3 separate regions of the Mus musculus genome follow, and regions 1 and 3 are each linked to region 2. The links are chromatin contacts, called in public Hi-C maps. All regions are on one chromosome and are shown on one strand. Each heading gives the region's core, a stretch centred on a gene start, on an enhancer-like site or on the middle of the called end of the contact. The rest is flanking DNA. Distances are from core to core; before and after follow the strand shown.

Region 1 (2,819 bases), core at 286-2,785, 150 kb before region 2:
TCCCTAACTCCATGTGGCTTACACCCACTCTCCTCTGATATTTCTGAGTTAATACATACTAAATCTACATTTCATCTTTGCTGCCCTGGACCCTGCTTGTTGAGGTTCCCTGTTTCATGTGCTTCCTCGAGGTAAACTCGATATGGAGTTTATGGAGAGCCATCTTTGTCTATGTGGCTTCGAGGAGGTTGTCATCCACTCTGGGGTTGGACCCTGCTGGGCAGTCCTCCTGGGGCCATCCCCGCTCCCTCCCTACATGTCCTCTGTCTCTCCCTCCTGCAACTTCCCTGCGTGGTTCGTCTCCTATGCCCTCATCATAGAACAATCCCCTCTCCATCCTTCTTCAGTCCCTTCCTAGGGATCCTAGAAGTCCCGCCTCTGTCTCCTTGTCCAGCCATTGGCTGCTGGTAACTTTACTGAGCAGTCAAAACCCAACTGGGGACAGGCTTCCTTTAGTCCTATGTGGGGGACACCGTAGACAGGTTTTTGGGGTAACATAATTAGCAGAAGAACACAAGCCGCCACTACATGTACCAACTGTTAACATTAGTGCTTCTCTCAGCAAGAGAAAAAGAATGCAAAGGGGAATTTTTAATTTCTGTTCACTATACTATAGAGATGATATATACATAATGAAAACTTGTGTTGTGATGACGTCATGTAATTTTTATGCAACAGAAACGTTCTTAAAGCAACGAGGTTAGGGTACATGATCACTGGAATCTCTTTGAACTTTGATGTCTTATTGGTCTATTAAGATGGTCATGTGACCACAAAGGAAAGGAATGAAATCACATTCATCACGCTATGGACAAAAGGAGGTTTGGTGAAGCAGGCTTTGACAGTGATGCAGGAGGTGTGGGGTGGGGAATGGATCCCCTCATACCTGCTGCTGAGGAGCGACTGGAGAATCATTTAGGGGAGCTGTCTGGGCTGAGGATAGGGTAGTGACCTAAAATGAAACCTAATATCTCCACTTCCACTTGGCCATGGGCTACCTCCACTCAAAGGCATTCACTTTTAAATATAAGAATGTACTAGAAAAAAAATAAAGCTATGTTTATTAAGGGAAAACCTGTGTTGTAAGACTTACTATGCTGTACTCAAGATAGCATGACCCAGACTTTCAAGAACAAAATCTCTGAAATATCCTATGTATCCATAGATAACTAAGTTAATGTATTTTCATTCCACAAAATATCCCAAAACTACTAAAATATTCAAGCTACACTTAGCAAGTCATGAACAATGTAGAGAAACAGTTTAAGATTTTTTTAAAGAAAAAACGCTTATTGCTTAATGTCACATATTACTTGACATCATCAACAGACACTGTCCCGTTTTCTAATGTTTCTAGGGATGGAAAAGACTGGAGAAAGGGAAAAGCATAATATTGAGGGATTAATTATGAGGGGGCCTAGCCTTTAGCCATGCTGCTGTGATCTGGCGAGATACTGACAAAGCAGCAGTGAGCTGGATGTAAGAAATGTATACACTATTCATGAGTCATCAAAAATTAATTTAGGAAGAGCTGCTTCCCCATTCTAAGAGACACATGACAGAATGAGTGGACACATGGGGATTTTAAGAGCTGCCCCTCTCAACTCTGGGTGGCTGAGCATCAGCTTCAGAATGGCCTTAGAAAGTAACAGCTGGTCCCACCACAGCAGGGTGGGGTGTGTGTGTGTGTGTGTGTGTGTGTGTGTGTGTGTGTTCTGGTACAACTAGCACTGGCTCTGTTCCTGGCCCTGGTGACTTGGCTGACCAGGAAGTTCCAGTGAGCAATCATGGCTGAGGAGCCCTGATGGAGGATGGCAGCACTGAGAGACTCTTGTGATGGAGGGACACAAAGCACCCTAATGATGTGGTACCCTGGACTGGATGCTAGAGCAGAGGAGGGATGCTAGTGATGTCCATGTGCAGTCTGTAAGCACCCTAATTGTGATACCTGAATTGTGTGCTGAGCAGCAGAGGGATGCTAGTGCCCCTACGTCCATATGAAGTCTCTAAGCAGCCTGAGTGTATCCCTGTCCACCTCCTGACTTGCTGGGTGTATGGTCACTGGAGAAGGGAACATGGGAAGGAGGCTGGGTGAGAAGAGTGGGACTCCAGAACTCTCCAGTAATCTGAATAGCCTTTTCTACTCTGGGTTCTGTATTTTAAACCAGTAGGGGTGGATGCTTGTTAGCTTAATGCTCAAGGAACTTCTTGCTTCCTGGGTGAGGTTAAAAAGTGGAGCTTCAGGCTGGGGAGGGAGTTCAGACACTCAGCAGCCAGCAGGAAGGAGCTCATTGAGGCTCAGCCCATCCCTCAGGCTGTCTGGGGATGGAAGGTGACTGTAAAACTTGCCCCATAGGACCCCTCTCCCTCAGGAGTCTGGTATTTAGTTCTGGGAGCTATCCCTGGAATAGCTGCCTATTCTAGAATGAGAGAGAGGGCTGGAGAGAACAGGCCCTAGGGTAGTGTGCAAGACCTTGGAGTTGGGGAGGTTCAGTTCTTACCCCACAGATGATGAGGAGGAAGGCTGGAGGGCTGGGAGGCCTGGCCTGACTTGCAGGGTAGAAGTCGGTCAGCTTTCAAGTCCAGTCTAGGGCTCCTTCTGTTGCTATGGTTTCATAGTTGTGCTTACCAGACAAGTGTTGTTGGGGAGGGAGGACTGGCCTATGGGCTGGAGAGACCACTCCCTTTTTGTGGTCCTGAGGATCAAATCCAGGACCTTAGACATGCTAAGCAAACCCCCTCCCATTGTGAGCTGCACCTCAGCCATTTTAATATTTTATTTTATTTTTGAGACAGGGTCTTACCAAGCTCCTTTGGCT
Region 2 (2,861 bases), core at 82-2,581:
CTTAATAGAAAACTGAGGGCCTGGAGAAATGGCTCTGTAGTTAAGAGCACTGTCTGTTCTTCCAGAGGACCTGACTCCTACTCTCAGCGCCCACATGGTGGCTCTCAACTGTCAGTAACTCTAGTTCCTTTTGAAATCCGTCTCCCTCTTCTAGCTTCTGAGGATACTGCACACATACAGTATACAATCGTACATGCAGACAAAACACCTGTACACATAAAATAAAAGTAAATAAATCTTTAAAAGCTAATTTAAAAAGAAAGCTAAGCCGGGTGTGATGGCGCACGCCTTTAATCCCAGCACTCGGGAGGCAGAGGCAGGCGGATTTCTGAGTTCGAGGCCAGCCTGGTCTACAAAGTGAGTTCCAGGATAGCCAGGACTATATAAGAGTGAGCGTCTGCAGAACTGGGACCCTCTCGGGGCTCCAGTGACATCATAGATGTGACATAAGTGGTGAAGAAGGCAGAGCTGAGGGTCCTCTCGCCTAGTTGTGCCCACAGACCCAGCGGGAGAGGGAGGGACACACAGAGTCCACATGAAGGTGCACGTGTCAGGATGATGTGGGGAAGCGGCTTCTGTTGTCCCTTCCGCGCTGATTTATCATGGTGCCAGCCATGCTGGGCTCTCTTGAGGGAGAGTGGACTCCACTCTGAGGCTTTGTCTATCGTAGACTTTCTCCAGCTGTGTTCTCTCTTTCTAATACTTCACCTTACCAGCTCCCTGGCTCCGGCTCTGGGCTCCGGGCTCTGTCCTCACACCCCAGCTTCTCTCCTGCTTTCCCTTCACCTTCTTTGTTAGCTAACCTCAGCGTGGTGATACAGAAAACAAAGCCTGACCTGGTTAACAAGAAGCCCCTGCCCACCTTCTCTGGGCTTCCTCTTTCCTGATTGATGCTGTGGATACTGTCTGCCTGGCACCTAGGCTGGTGCTAAGGGACAGAAGTGGTGCCGTGACCACTCATGGCTCCTACCAAACAGAATCACCGAATAAGAGCTCTGTGACCTCGGATAGGCCCCCTGTTTAGATCTCAGTGCTTCTTCCCACACCTGCCTGTGGCAGCCAGGCGTTCTCTACACGGGGATCGCTTGTGGTCAAGCTGGCAAGCGAGGCCTGAATGCCAGAGTGGAAACTGAATCGCGGTGCTGGCTCAAGGATCATCAGTCCCTTGCCACTCCTCCCATATAACTATAAAACACCACTTCCTCAGCTCCGACTTGTTCATTTTCTATTTTTATAGCCATTCCAAAAGCAAACCCTAGACATTTGCATAATAGGCACGCAGTTCACTAGCCAAAGCCTCAAACCACCCCTCAGTCACCAGGGGAAGCAGCTCCTCCCTCAGCAAATCACGAATGTCAGCCCTGCAGGAGAGCCTGGCCCAGCCGGTCACCAGAGGCACAGGCAGTGGGTGAGATAACTCACTGTCTGCCCCAGGGTAGAGTCCTCGGCAGGATCGGCTCACATAAGCTGCCTTGGCAACACGAGACCGCCTAGCAAAGACCTCCCAGTACAGGCCCCTAGACAGGATTCAGACCTCATCCTGCAGGACCCCGTAGCCCTAGGTCTCCCCAAGAGGCCCGTCTGGAGTGGCTGAGGCACTGGGAGTTCTCCAGGCTTGTCTTAAACCCATGTTTGCATAGTTCACACACTGATTTCATTTATATGGCCAGTTATAAATCAATAAAAAGCAATCTTCTATAAAGACGCGTGTATTCACACTTTATACAAGAGCAAGGGAACAGACTGTCCGTACCATTGTGTTGCATGACTGAGCAGGTGGAGACAGGTGGTGACTCTAAAGGCCACCACCACGCTGGGTGGAGAGCCTGCTGAGGGTCTCTGAGATGGCTCAAAGTCCCTCAAAGAGGCCCAGTGATCTTGGGTCATCTGGGGCCACTCTCAGCTTTCATTTCCTTATCTGCAAAGTCAAACGGATGGTCCTGCCACTAATCAAATCAACCAAGCCCACAGGGATAAAAGCCTTTTGTGAAGAGGGAGTCATGAAAATGGAGGGGTGGGGGGAGCGTACAACCGTGGCCACTGTCATCTGGTACCCAAAGGGGACTAGCCGTGCCGTGAAGCTGTCCCCAGTGCCCAGCGGAAGCCTCTTCCTGACTTCTCCTGCTTTTCCTTAGCTGAGCCCCAAGCTGGCACCTGGCAGCCTGCCAGGCTGACCCAGCAGTCCTTTGCCAGTTCATGACCTCAGATGTCCCTTGGAATCTGTTGTACTAAATCTAGTTGGTTCTCGCTCTTCTCTGACAGGAAGGCTGCTTTGCACATGTGCTATGAATGGTGAGGAGGGACCGGAGGGTGGGACTGGCGTTCCTTATAGCTCTGAGCTGTAGCTCTGGCAATAGAGTTCAAGCCTCCTTAGCGACCAGGCTGGGACACACCCAACAGCCTGGGGCTATAGCTTCAGAAATCTCTAAAGGCTTGGGTTGTCTGCTTTGACAGGAATGAAACTCCTTCCCCTGTGGTGCAAGAAGCCCTTTGCAAGAAATCTTGGCTTTCTGCCCCATTCCCACTGCTGACCGATGACCGCTGACCTGCCTACTTAGATGCCTTCCGGGCATAACTAATGAAAGTCAGCTCCTTTGGATAGAGCAGGGCTCTGAGCACCTCCAAGCCCCCAGTCATAGTACAGATGGGAACCAGATGCCTAGGAAGAGAAGTGGCTGACTTGCTTTGTGATTAAATGTGCATTTGGGAGAGTCTTAACAGCCATGCTCCACTTGATCGCCAATCCTCACGGTCACGAACGCCTGGTACCCATGAAAAAAAAAAGAAGAGTTTTTCCAGGTGTAATTAGTTTAAGTCATATGGGATGAGAGTGGCCATAAATCCATTGATTATGCTCCTCA
Region 3 (2,963 bases), core at 86-2,585, 150 kb after region 2:
CTATAAGTTGCCCTAGTCATATGTTAGCACAGCACTAGAGAAATAATTAACAGATACTCTTCTCCCAAATGAGATGACGTTCACAGGTTCCAGAAGGTTACTCTATTTGTGTGTAATTCTCTCTCCCTCCTTCCCTCTCTCCCTCTCTCCTTCTCCCTCCCTCCCTTCCTCTCTTCATCTCTCTCTCCCTCCCTCCTTCATCCTCCCTCCCTCTCTTTCTCTCTCTTCCTCCCTCCCTCTCCTTCTCTCTCTTCCTCCCTCCCTCTCCTTCCTTCCCTCTCCCTCTCTCCTTCTCCCTCCCTCCTCCAATCACGCAAGCACGCTTTTTTGTTTACTTTTTGTTTGTTTGTTTGATTAGCTTGGTTTGGTTTTAGTTTTTCAAGACAGGGTTTCTCTGTATAGCTTCAGCTGTCCTGGAACTCACTCTGTCCACCATGTTGCCCTCAAACTCTTAGAGATCCACCTGCCTGCGCCTCCGGAGTGCAGGGATTAAAGGCTTGTACAACCAATGCCCCAGGGAATGAGTAATTCTTTTCTTCGCTGCTGGAATGCAGGGCGTGGAGACCGGTATCTAGGTGACCTGTAGATCTAGACTTAAAATCCTTCTGTGGGATGGTAGAAAGCCATCTACCCTTAGCTGGAAGGAAAATATGTAGCTAATTAGATTGGCCTTTCAGAAAGGTTTAAGATGGAGTTGTTTGGGGGTTTGTTTGTTTGTTTGTTTTGAAGTCAGACTTTGGGTTTGGGGAAGAAGTGGGCAGTCTGTGCTTTTATTTCATGTTTCTGGCCACCAATCTCTGCTTAGAAATAACAAAATTTATTTAACAAACAATCAACTTTTTTTTTTTTTTACTTCTAATGAGGGTTGGCAGGATATCTGGTGCACAACCTTGACCGAAAAGCTTTTGGTTTCCCCAGTTTAACCCTGTATCTATTAATGCGGGTGATGCAAGAACTGCAGGAAAGCGCTGTGGAGAGTCCAGACCAATGGTCAGACATTCCTGCCAGAGAATCTTTTCACTGCCAGCCACTTGCACTTCTCCGGCACTTCCTCTGTACAAAATATCAGGCAGGTTTGACTCAGATCTATTGTCTCTATGTTCTTAGTCTCGGGTGTATTTGCAGAATTAAACCAAGTTGGGCTTTGAGGAATAAGAAGAGACATTTATAAACATCCTCCAAGTCCCCTGGGTTCCTGGGCTGATCCCAGGCCTGCGCCTGGGAATTCTCTAGCCTAGCTTCCATTTCTTCCTGTGGTTTCAGCTGTCACCTAGACAATGTCATAGCCCTTATGCACTTCCTTCTGTGAAATGAGGCCCGTGCTCATTGGCTGCGGAGCGCCAGGGGATCAGCTAGAGCAGCCAAGGGATGTCAAATTGCCCTCTCCCTCAAGCCATGCCAGATCTGTGCTAAGAAAAGCAGAGGGTGTCAGGGCACTGGCGTTAGAAAACAGAACACAGAAAAGATTGAAAGCAGACCGCACTCTGCATTGGACCACCTGGGTTCAAATCATAGATCTCTCTCTGGGGAACAAGAGCCTGGACTTCGCAAAGGCTGTTGTTCGTCTGTACAACAAAGACTTGACAGCATCTGCCTCAAGAGTCACGTAGAAGTAACACAATAGGAAATATGAATAGGGCTGGAGAGATGGTTCAGTGGTTAAGAGCACTGACTGCTCTTCTGAAAGTCCTGAGTTCAAATCCCAGCAACCACATGGGTGGCTCACAACCATCTGTAATGAGATCTGATGCTCTCTTATGGTACATCTGAAGACAGCTACAGTGTACTTAGATATAATAATATATAAATCTCTTTTTTTTTTTTTTTTTTTTTTTTTGGTTTTTCGAGACAGGGTTTCTCTGTGTAGCCCTGGCTGTCCTGGAACTCACTCTGTAGACAAGGCTGGCCTCGAACTCAGAATTCTGCCTGCCTCTGCTTCCCAAGTGCTGGGATTAAAGGCGTGCACCACCACTGCCCGGCAATCTTTTTTTTTAAAGGAAATATTAATAGCAAATATGGAAATAGCAGATACAGGGCATATAGTAAGTGCTGAGTAGATGTCCACTCTTACCATCTTGAGTGACAGCTGGTGATTGTATTGATCTTCTGAAATCCCACTAGGGTGCAATGTAAATTAATAGATAGACTACTCAGGCCCAGTGTAAGTTAATAGGTAGATAGATTAGTGATGCCTGCCTTGGAAGTGGAATAGAAGTCAGATTCTCCTGAAGTTGTATACAGCAATGGCCATTCCTGTGAGAACAATGTCGGATTCATTTCTTTCTTCCCCAGACCCTTCCCCAAGATTCTCCACATAGGCAACCCTCATCAAATATGTGGTTAATCATTAGCTGGTTAGAATCCTTGTGAGTTGACATTAGGCAGCAGGAGGAAGAATGGGGACCAAAAGTAGGTGCAGAGCCAGCTACAAACTCTCTCTCACTTACATGAGCATTATATCACCCTTTCATAGGCCAAGCTGTGGCCAGGATTGAATAATCTTACCAGTGGGTAGACGCTTGCTTTGAAATTGACTAGGCTGGTATGCAGTAGGGAATGTAAAAACCCAATTTAATGTATGATGCTGAAGAACTGGAGACATAGAGTGCCATAGGGGAAAGAGCCACCAAGAATCTCAAAAATATTAAATCCATCAATTACAATCAATCGCTTAAAATTTTTACCATCGCTGCTACTTTTTTTTTTTAACCATTGCTAATTGGTGCTTCCCTGTCTCCTCTACCAAGGACTTGTCTGCCCTCACCGTTGGGATGAGTATTCAAGTGTAAATGAGAATATGTCATATTTTTTACAGCCAGTCCTTAGCCAAATACCTTGTAGAATGTGACTGCCTCATTTAACCATGTGACTAGCTCATTTAACCAGAAGACAGCCTTCAACCATGCTGCACATTGGATCAGCTAATGCAGAGGAAAGGGAGTAACCGTAGATGCAGAACTGGA

What was found. A called contact is a pair of places that touch in the nucleus more often than the background predicts.
Region 1: a Hi-C map of bone marrow-derived macrophages shows a contact between it and region 2, with 2.3 times the contacts expected there. The contact joins two enhancer-like sites. A contact is called at or near these places in 5 of 484 Hi-C or Micro-C datasets (the G1E-ER4 cell line, bone marrow-derived macrophages and embryonic stem cells), 1 of 115 datasets of contacts at active chromatin or transcription factors (pancreatic cancer cells) and 1 of 9 other capture datasets (embryonic stem cells).
Region 3: a contact with region 2 is called in a Hi-C map of the N1E-115 cell line, with 4 times the contacts expected there. The contact joins two enhancer-like sites. A contact is called at or near these places in 5 of 484 Hi-C or Micro-C datasets (the C2C12 cell line, the N1E-115 cell line, bone marrow-derived macrophages and 2 more) and 4 of 115 datasets of contacts at active chromatin or transcription factors (double positive thymocytes and embryonic stem cells).

Annotation. Positions count from the first base shown.
Region 1 is chr16:30,921,552-30,924,370 of GRCm38.p6, reverse strand. All of the region lies in intron 2 of Gm46565 (a long non-coding RNA gene), which reads left to right. Among named protein-coding and RNA genes, the nearest start is that of Gm46565, 30 kb to the left of the region's middle. Within about 2 kb of position 1,535, at least 26 of the 459 cell types and tissues checked have an H3K27ac peak or open chromatin away from gene starts, as enhancers often do. A contact at or near this core is called in bone marrow-derived macrophages, where this site is marked.
Region 2 is chr16:30,774,856-30,777,716 of GRCm38.p6, reverse strand. No RefSeq gene overlaps it. Among named protein-coding and RNA genes, the nearest start is that of Gm33502, 17 kb to the left of the region's middle. Within about 2 kb of position 1,331, at least 87 of the 459 cell types and tissues checked have an H3K27ac peak or open chromatin away from gene starts, as enhancers often do. A contact at or near this core is called in the N1E-115 cell line and bone marrow-derived macrophages, where this site is marked.
Region 3 is chr16:30,626,158-30,629,120 of GRCm38.p6, reverse strand. No RefSeq gene overlaps it. Among named protein-coding and RNA genes, the nearest start is that of Fam43a, 28 kb to the right of the region's middle. Within about 2 kb of position 1,335, at least 22 of the 459 cell types and tissues checked have an H3K27ac peak or open chromatin away from gene starts, as enhancers often do. A contact at or near this core is called in the N1E-115 cell line, where this site is marked.